Regions from separate parts of the Mus musculus genome. Here region 2 is linked to region 1. A link is a contact called in public targeted proximity ligation data. All regions are on one chromosome and are shown on one strand. The core of a region is the stretch at or near the end of the contact, and the rest is flanking DNA. Distances in the headings are between cores, read along the strand shown.

What was found.
Region 2: a contact with region 1 is called in a targeted proximity ligation map of memory CD8 T cells, with 7 times the contacts expected there. A contact is called at or near these places in 1 of 39 promoter capture datasets (macrophages), 27 of 484 Hi-C or Micro-C datasets (CD4 T cells, CD8 T cells, CD8 central memory T cells and 14 more), 12 of 130 datasets of targeted methods (CD8 T cells, the SCID.adh cell line, Th17 cells and 7 more) and 5 of 9 other capture datasets (adipose tissue, bone marrow-derived macrophages, liver and 2 more).

What each region holds. Positions count from the first base shown.
Region 1 is chr19:11,353,660-11,358,201 of GRCm38.p6, reverse strand. No RefSeq gene overlaps it. Among named protein-coding and RNA genes, the nearest start is that of Ms4a4a, 20 kb to the left of the region's middle.
Region 2 is chr19:11,515,718-11,520,390 of GRCm38.p6, reverse strand. It overlaps Ms4a6b (membrane-spanning 4-domains, subfamily A, member 6B), which reads right to left and starts at 1,832. Exons shown (of 7, transcript NM_027209.3): 1 at 1,717-1,832; 2 at 1-68. The coding sequence starts at 52.

The sequences.
Region 1 (4,542 bases), core at 967-3,466:
TCTCAAACTGTGAGTTTAAAAATCAAAACAAAACAAACAACAACAAACCCACAAAGCTTTACTTTCATTTTGTTAGTATTTTCGGAGTTTCTTTTTTTTTTTTCTTTTTTTTTCCTTTTTTTTAAAATTTATTACGTATTTTCCTCAATTACATTTCCAATGCTATCCCAAAAGTCCCCCATACCCTCCCCCCCACTTCTCTACCCACCCATTCTCATTTTTTTGGCCCTGGCGTTCCCCTGTACTGGGGCATATAAAGTTTGTGTGTCCAATGGGCCTCTCTTTCCAGTGATGGCCGACTAGGCCATCTTTTGATACATATGTAGTTAGAGTCAAGAGCTCCAGGGTACTGGTTAGTTCATAATGTTGTTCCATCTATAGGGTTGCAGGTCCCTTTAGCTCCTTGGGTACTTTCTCTAGCTCCTCCATTGGGAGCCCTGTGATCCATCCAATAGCTGACTGTGACCATCCACTTATGCGTTTGCTAGGCCCCGGCATAGTCTCACAAGAGACAGCTACATCTGGGTCCTTTCGATAAAATCTTGCTAGTGTATGCAATGGTGTCAGCGTTTGGAAGCTGATTATGGGGTGGATCCCTAGATATGGCAGTCTCTACATGGTCCATCCTTTTGTCACAGCTCCAAACTTTGTCTCTGTAACTCCTTCCATGGGTGTTTTGTTCCCAATTCTAAGAAGGAGCACAGTGTCCACACTTTGGTCTTCATCCTAGTTTCATACAGTGTATTTTGATCATATCTACCCCTACTCTCACTTCTCCCAGACCCACTCCCTCTTTACCCACCCACCTTTGTGTTCTCATTCTCCTTATATCTATAGTTTAACACACCAATGAGAGTAAAGTTCATCTCTCAACCCTTATTAGAGAAGCTTCCTTTTGCCCTAAATAGAGGTTAACACAGAGACCAAGAGCTGATCAGAATGCAAATGATAAGGAACTGAAGGCTTCCAAGCTCTAAATGGGACATCTGTCATACCCCCTTCTTCCAAGATTCAGGGGTCACTGTAAAACAGGGAGCAGAAAAACTGAAAAAGAATAAGAGAAGAGGATGACTGCAAAATCTTTATACGTTAATTGTCACGACTATTTGCCATAGTGATGGAAAGTGGGCAACTGTAAATGGATAAATGCTTTTAACGGAAAATATGACAGGAATTTATAAAATGAAGGCTGGGACTTGAAAGGTTGGCTCAGTGGTTATGAGGGTTGGCTGCTCAGTGTGAGAAGATGTGCTTAACCCTGAGAGGCGCCAGGGAGGGGAGAGGTCTGGTGAGATGTAGGGGAACATCCTCTTGGAGATGGTGGGAGGAGGAATGGGATGAGGAACAGTCAGAGGGTGGACTAGGAGAGGAATAAAGACTGGCCTGTAAAAAAGATTAAATAATAATAATCTCTCACTGTTATTCTAAATTACTCTTCATATAAACAACGATGGAGAATAACATTAGTCATGCTGTGTTGGCATATGTCTTGATCTGAAAACCTGTATCATAATTAAATAATTAATGATAAATGGTAGATGTGCTTTATTAAAATTAAAATCAGTGTATAAATGGAGATATCCCATGGTACTATTCTGCAAACATTAAAGAAAAGGTTTGAACTAACTTCTTTAAATTACTATTATTTAAACATGAATAAATATACATGGCAAACTGCTAAAAATTAGTAAATGAAAACTAATTAAAGCTATTAGAAATTCAGCAAGATAGCTAGTAAAACATTTTATAAACAAAGTGTGTGTGTATTTAAGTTAAAATGTTCATTTGATTGTTTAAGAATTGAATAGAGACTTTTGTTTAAATACCAAAATATTTATAAAGCATCTCAGAGGAATACCATTAGGAAAGGATGTGAAATATACATAATAAACGTGCCTGAAGTAACCATGGTGAAACCAGAAAAACAAAAACATAAACAAACAAACAACAACAAAAAAAAACCTCTTGTGGAGATCTTTTTCCAGGTTTCTGATAAGGCAGAGAAACTACATAAATAAAGCTAAGAGGATCAAGCAATTGGTGTAGCTGTGCCAGATCAAAAGGAAAGAGTGCCATTTCACAGATGACACTTGAAAACCAAGTATGAAGATGATTACAGAAAGTGAGCAAATATTTCAAAGCATTGAACAAAGGCTTCCTGGGTGGTACCCACCTGTCAGAACCTGAGTAGCACGGCGGGTGACCCTCACAGCCCTCCCAGTTCCTAGGAAAGAATTCAATATGAAGTCACAGATTCAAAACACCCAATTTTGTGGTCAGGTAAAGGAAGTTAAAATGAGATCAGAAAAGCAAAGTGGTTTGGCTCCCGCCTATGCTCTTCCGGAGAAGATTATTTCTCAACGCTGGCTTTGATATCTGACACATTGAAGGCATAAGAGTCTTCACTACACGGTGATGGTAGCTTGTCCTACTTGTTTGGCATGAAATTGTACAATAACGCATTCAGTAGAGTGTCCAGAGCAGAACATACAATAAAAGCTATTATTTGTGTTGATACTGATAGATACATATTTGTACACCCTGTCCCAAAGTGGGTCCCCATCTGTAGTCTTCAAACGTAAGCTCTTGTTACAAATGTGAGGCAAATCAAGCTAAAACTCTAAACATCCTTCTCCTTATCTGTCTACAGATGAATGGAACCTGCCACCCTTGAGTGACTTCTCTGATTCTTACCTAATCATTAGAAATCTGTGTTCTAATGAGTAATCGACAATTAATTGTTGGTCAAGCCTAATATTTTAAACTCAAGTTATATCCTGAATTTGTGGGAAAGTTCAAATATGATTCTCTTATTCATGTAAATATTTTAGCCATTTTAAAAATCAACTCATAATGTTTAATTTACTTCTAGAAGGCTTTTTAAAATTAAACTTATATAATGAATTTAACTACTAGAAATTTCTTTTTCTTTTTATCTTTGCAAATGTATGTGTGGTACATGTCTGCGTTTGTGTTCATGTTAATACATTTGTACATGCACATGCCACAATATGTGTGAAGGTCAAAGGACAACCTCAGACATTGGTCCTCACTTTCTACTTTTCTTGAGACAGGATTTTTGGTTTCCTGCTATATAGATTTCAGGTTAGCTGACCCAAGTCTCCATGTCTTCTGCCTCCTTCCTATCTCTCTTCTATCTCTCTTCCTATTTCACAGCAGGAAGGACTGAGATTACAGATGGGTCACCTCCATTTTTGCACAGGTTCTGGGGATCCAAATTCAGATGCTCATACTTTCCCAGCATGTGCTTAGCACACAGATTTGATAGCCTGGATGAAATATCTTAAACCTCAGGATAAGAAATGGCCCGGAAGTGCTGTGGAATGCAGTGCTCTAGACAGCATATAGCTGTTATACACATTAAATCACAGAATCTGTAGTTATGTCTTTAGGACTTGCAGGAGTTCAAGCAGGTTAAAATTTCTAGCATACAGTAGAGAGCCCTGCTGAGCCCCATCCCTAGCTGAGGAACTAGTGGCAATTCATAGCTCCTGGGGGAAGGACAAAACGTTTTCTTTGGTGGCTGTCCACTGATAGTTTTTCATGCCCCAGTAGATGGCTACACCTTTACGAATGTCAGCACGCTCTCATCATTGCTCTTGATTACTTTGACACTTGAGAGTAAGACCCTATCACTGAAGACACAACACAGGAGCCATCCAACATGACTGAATCAAGCTGCTAGTGACCTGGGAGCTTCATCCCTATTGGCTAGCTTTCAAAGAGCTATAAGGTCATATTCTCTAATATTAAACGATGGATTTTTAAAAAAATACATGAAAATGAAGGGAGATGTGTTGGGAAGGGCCTGAGGATGAGATGGAGGGATGGAGTGGGGAGTAGATATGATCAAATACATTTAGGACTAGAGAGACTGCTCAGTGGTTAAGGGCAGTCGCTGCTCTTACAGAATATCAGAGGTCAGTTGCTAGCACCTATGTCATAAGAACATTAAAGAAGGGAAAGGGAACATGGGTAAATAAGAGACAAAATCTAGAAGATTCCCTTATCTCTACCAAGAGTACAGGGTAGAATAAATGTAGAAGAAACCAAAACCACTCTTTGAAATTAGAGTTATAACTACTTTTGTCACTATCATAATTAACTGGTTAATTAGTCTCATGTTCTTAAAGCACATTTTTTGATTAAATTTTTTATTCACTTTACATCCTGATCACAGCTCCCTCATCTTGTCCCATTCCCCCCTTTACATATCCTTCCTCTCACTACCTCCTCCCCTTTTCCTCAGAAAAAGGAAACAGCCCCTCTTGGTAGGACCCTGCCCAGTGACATCTAGTCCCAATATTACTAAACACTTCCTCTCCCACTGAGGCCCAACCAGGTAGGAGAGGGGGATCCAATGGAAGACAACAGAGTCAAAGACAGCCCTCCTCCAAATGTAGAGGACTCACATGATGACCAAGCTGCACATCAGCTCAAAATGTGTAGGTGCCTAGGTCCTGTCCTTGTGTACTCTTTGGTTGGTGGTTCAATCTCTGTGAACCCCCATGGGCCCAGGTT
Region 2 (4,673 bases), core at 583-3,082, 160 kb before region 1:
CATTTGGCGAAATCATTGCCACAGTCTCACTGGTCACTACTTGTGGAATCATGATTGAGCTCCCACGGCTGGAAGAGAAAATGGACTCAGGTGTGATAAAATACTGTGCCCATTGTAGTGGTTTGGTTTAGTTTTGGTTCTGTTTGCTTGGTTGATTTACATTTCATTCTCCTTTTTTGTTGTTTTTGCTAATGTGTGTGTGTGAGAGAGAGAGACAGAGACAGAGAGAGACAGAGAGAGACAGAGAGACAGAGAGACAGAGACAGAGACAGAGAGACAGAGAGACAGAGACAGAGACAGAGACAGAGACAGAGAGACAGTGACAGAGAGAGTCAGACAGAGACAGAGAGAGAGAGACAGAGAGACAGAGACAGAGACAGAGACAGAGAGAGAGAGAGAAGATGCAAAGTTGGATAGTGTTGGATAGTTTGAGAGGATCTAGGAAAAGAAATGGGAAGGAAAAGCATGATCAGAGTACACAGCACATGAATTTTCAGTAAGTCATTAAGTGCCTTGGCTTTGAACATAAAATAACAACAAACAAAACAAACCATGCTTCCCAGTTCTGCCCCCACCTCCCAGACTGTGCACCTTTGGGCATCCTTGACCTGTCCTTTGGCAGAAGAAACTGCTGGTACAGAGAAATGTAAAACCATCACATCTCAGATTTAGGAGTTATTTTTTTCAAAATGTTAAACACACCACAATGATTTTAGATAATAAACACCTCATAGGAAGGGAAATCCTGGATCCCCACAGGTTTCTGTTTCTATGCCCAAATGTTTACACAAAATTTGTCAGATGTAGCTCTGGCTCTTTCCCAATTTCACCTAGAACAAGTGCATTGTCTTTATTCAATGACTTGCACTGTCCGGCTGCTTTGCTATCCATGAGGTACTAAAGTCAGCCTTCAGTGCTTTCCAATCCATGCTATGTACCACTCAAAACGTGCAACCCTATGCATCTGTTTCGTGTGTCTAATAGTGCCAATTTTAGGATTAGCACCTCACATTTTATCATATTTTAGTAGACATAATCTAGTGTTTTTATTCTTGAAAACAATCCTTTACATTAATTAATAAAATCACAATCAGTAACAAATTCAGAATCAAAACTTTGATGTATATGAGGAAGTAATGATGCTTTGCACAGCAACATCAAATAAATGCTAAATAAACAGGCAAAGTTCTCATTACTGACCAGTTGCCTACACACAGTTGTGTGTGGCGGCACAGCTGTCTCTGACTCTGGTTCTCTCCTTATTTTCCCACCTGCCAGGGGCAGCCTGTGTTTAAGTCTCTTCAGTGTGAAGAAGCAGCTGAATGCACCCATATGAGAAGTCCTGGAGTCCTAAGCTTTTTTCAAGTTTTGTCATGATACTGACAATCATGCCCTTGTTAGGTGGAAGGACCATGTTCCCTGGGGAATCGGTTTCTGAGCTCATCTTGGCTCCCTTCTGTTCTCTGTGCTATTCTCAGCCCTTAGGCTGCCTAATCAGTGAATGACCTGAGAGTTCTGCTCCTTATGTCAGTGATCACCAAGATTATGCAGCTAAAATGGCCAGGACAGAGGTAAGCCAGATGCCCTGTGCCTTTGCCCATTTAATTCTAAAGAGCCCCCGTGTCTCCATTGCTTTCATGAGCATCAGCAAGTTCTTGTAACTCAGTCCCAGAAACAGAGTGCTACACAGAGGGAAGTCCCTTCAGGGTTGCCTACCTGAGCCTGTGTGCCTTGTCACCCAGTCACTTCCAGCCGAGCTCTCAGGAACCCGAAGAGCCTTAACTCTGGGTTCTCTCAGGCTGATCCTTGGTTCCTTCTTGTGAACTTGTAACTGTCTCCAGCCCTTCCTTCTTCTGTGTTCACTGCACAGGAAGTGGTGCTTAACAGGTTGAGGACTGTTATTGTGCCTGTACTTCCTATATCAGAAAGTCCCAGTAACTTCAGAAAAATTACTAATTGAACCAGTTTTGATAGAGTGAGGGGTGAGGTAGTGAGTTGCAACACCCACTAGCTGCATGCAATGCCCAAGTTCACTTTCTTGAACTTTAGTTGTTTATGAGTTAAACAAAGAACAGCAACATGCTGGGAAAACCTATTAAGATGAGAGAAAGTTTTTGGAGGGGAAACTAGGAAAGGGGATAACATTTGAAAAACAAATAAAGAAAATATCTAATCAAAAAAGGGAAAAAAGATGAAAGTTTTTCTTAAAGACCTGTCTTCCTTCTAACTACTATTTAATGAACTTTCTTGATTACTAATGATATTGCAAGTCATAGTAGTATTGATGAATAAAACATTTCACAATGCAGAGTAAAGTATGATAATAGTAATCATGACCTTGGATTTTGATATATTACTTTATTATAGGCTAATACATTACTGAGCACACTGTAATGTATAATCAATTGTAACAATTGATCATTTTACAGTATTTTTGGTACTTTGTTATTCATACTTTTTCCCCCAGTAACTCTTCAGCCTCTGGGGAAAAAAACCCCTGCACACAGGATTTCAGCACTCGCTGGTTAATTGATACTCCCTTTAGAGCCTTCCTCATCTCTTCTAACCTTCTTCTAGACCACTGGACTTCTCTAACAGGAGATGTGTCCAGGGAGTTACTGGACACTTCTAGAAAAGTAATAGATCAGGAGAGGAGCAAGCAGAGAAGTTTCAACACACCAGGAATGACTTCAACAATCCTGCACTCCAGACACAGTCATGAAGACATGTGTCCCTGTGGCTTTCAGGCCCTTGGGTAGGCACAATTCAGAAGCTGACTTTGACATAATTAACTTCACAGGGGAACTAGAGCCAGCTGCAGCAACTGGACAGCTACACGCTGACAACTTCCTTCCTTCTTTCCTTGGAGTCAGCCAAAAAGAACCTAGGGAGACAGTGTGAGCCACTGTCACATCAGAGGGTTGTGGTGTGGTAATTCCCTGCAGGTTTCACAGCAGGCAGGAAAAACAAAACAACAACAGCAACAACAAAACAATTTAGGAAGAGATGAATAAAACTCAGCTCAGCCCCATTTTGTTGTAACTGGTGCTGGTCTAGCCTAGATTGTTTTACTTTAGCCATAGTGAAGCACAGCACAATTTTGGAACAAAAGGTTTTCAGATAGCAATGAACTCAGGCCCAAGCTCACAACAATGTAATGTTACATTGAGGTCCTTTACAAAGCACACCTGGCTTTTTTTTTTTTTTCCACAAGAACGGGTACTGTTGACTAAGAGATAGTGCCCAAGACTTAGGCTCTAGGGAGCTTGACTGAGGGATAAGTGATGCCTGTGGGTTTCAGCATTGCCTCGCCCTAAGATAACATCAGCCTCCTGTGGTAAAGGCTGTGGTAAGGTACAGGTAACGTCCCTCATGAGGGCGGGGTTTATGGTCTAAAAGCAGTGCTCACAGTTTAAGGTAAGAGTCTGCAATGATAAGTAAAAACAAATTCTGGGAGATATGGGCAGAGCCTGTTTCATCAAAGAGCAAAGGTTGTAAACCCACATCATTCCTGGCATTCCCTGAAGAACTGCTATTCATCCCATTCCAAAGAAGACATAAGCCACCTGTTTAATAATCCTGGCTCTCCAGTGCTTCTCAGAGTGTACAAGGCCCCTTTGTTCTTTACTGTTGTGAGTTCTACAGTTCCCGTGTGAACTGTTGGCTGAAGACATAAGCTAAGACATATTATTCTATCATCTGGAAGTCACCTTTTTCAGCAAGGCCAGAACATCACAGAAAGAAAGCCCTACTTCAATTCTGGAGAAGACCAAGAGACTGTCTTCTCTAAGAAATCTGTCCCAAACAACTGGAGAAGGGGTTATGCCAAAAGCTGTTGCCTGTACCTGGAATAAGTTCTTCTAGGTGGGTTGTCTTGTGTGGCCTCAGTAGGTAAGGAAGCTTCATAGGGACTTAAAGTGCCAGGGTGGGAGGATACACTCAGAGGAGAAGGGGAGGGGAAATGGAGAAAGGGATGTAGGAGGGGAGGGTGCCAAGGAGGAGGGCTTTGAGCAGGATGTAAAATGGATAACTTAAAAAACAAATCTAGTGTTTCTTCTCCTTTTCCAGGATGCCTACTGTCACTGTTCCCTTCACATTGTGCCCTGTGCCCTCATCACTGTCCCAGAACCTAGTGAATTAGTGAGGTACAGCTGCTCTTCTGAGCTTTGGCCATGGTGAAGGGTAGCCTCTTGAGGGCAAGCATACCCACTTTTGTCTGCAGGAGAATTTGCTAATAAATTAGTTGAATCTGTCAACCTGACATCCCCTCACCAGTCTGATCTTCATTTCATGCTCGTACAATTTGAAGTGTGTGTAAAGACATTTAATAGGGTCCATGAGACAGTGCTTGTAAGACTATCACAAAGTCCTACACAGTGGACATAAGAGTGTTGGTTTCGCCAAGTTCCCCCTTACCTTCCCCAGCCATCCACCCTCAGGATCAATCAGTCTCTCCTCTTCTCCCAAACCTAGGGCTTTTGCGCTTTATTTGAAATCGGGACATCTGCAGCCTGAGCAAAATGTTGCTCTTCCCCGTCTGACCTTATTTCCATTCTGCTGTTACATTCTTGGTGGTCTCCAGAGTCTGAGCCCTGCTCCTTAACCTGAAGATGAAAACTAACTAACAATAATACACTATGATTAGTCATCTAGGACCTTATATTTTAATCTCT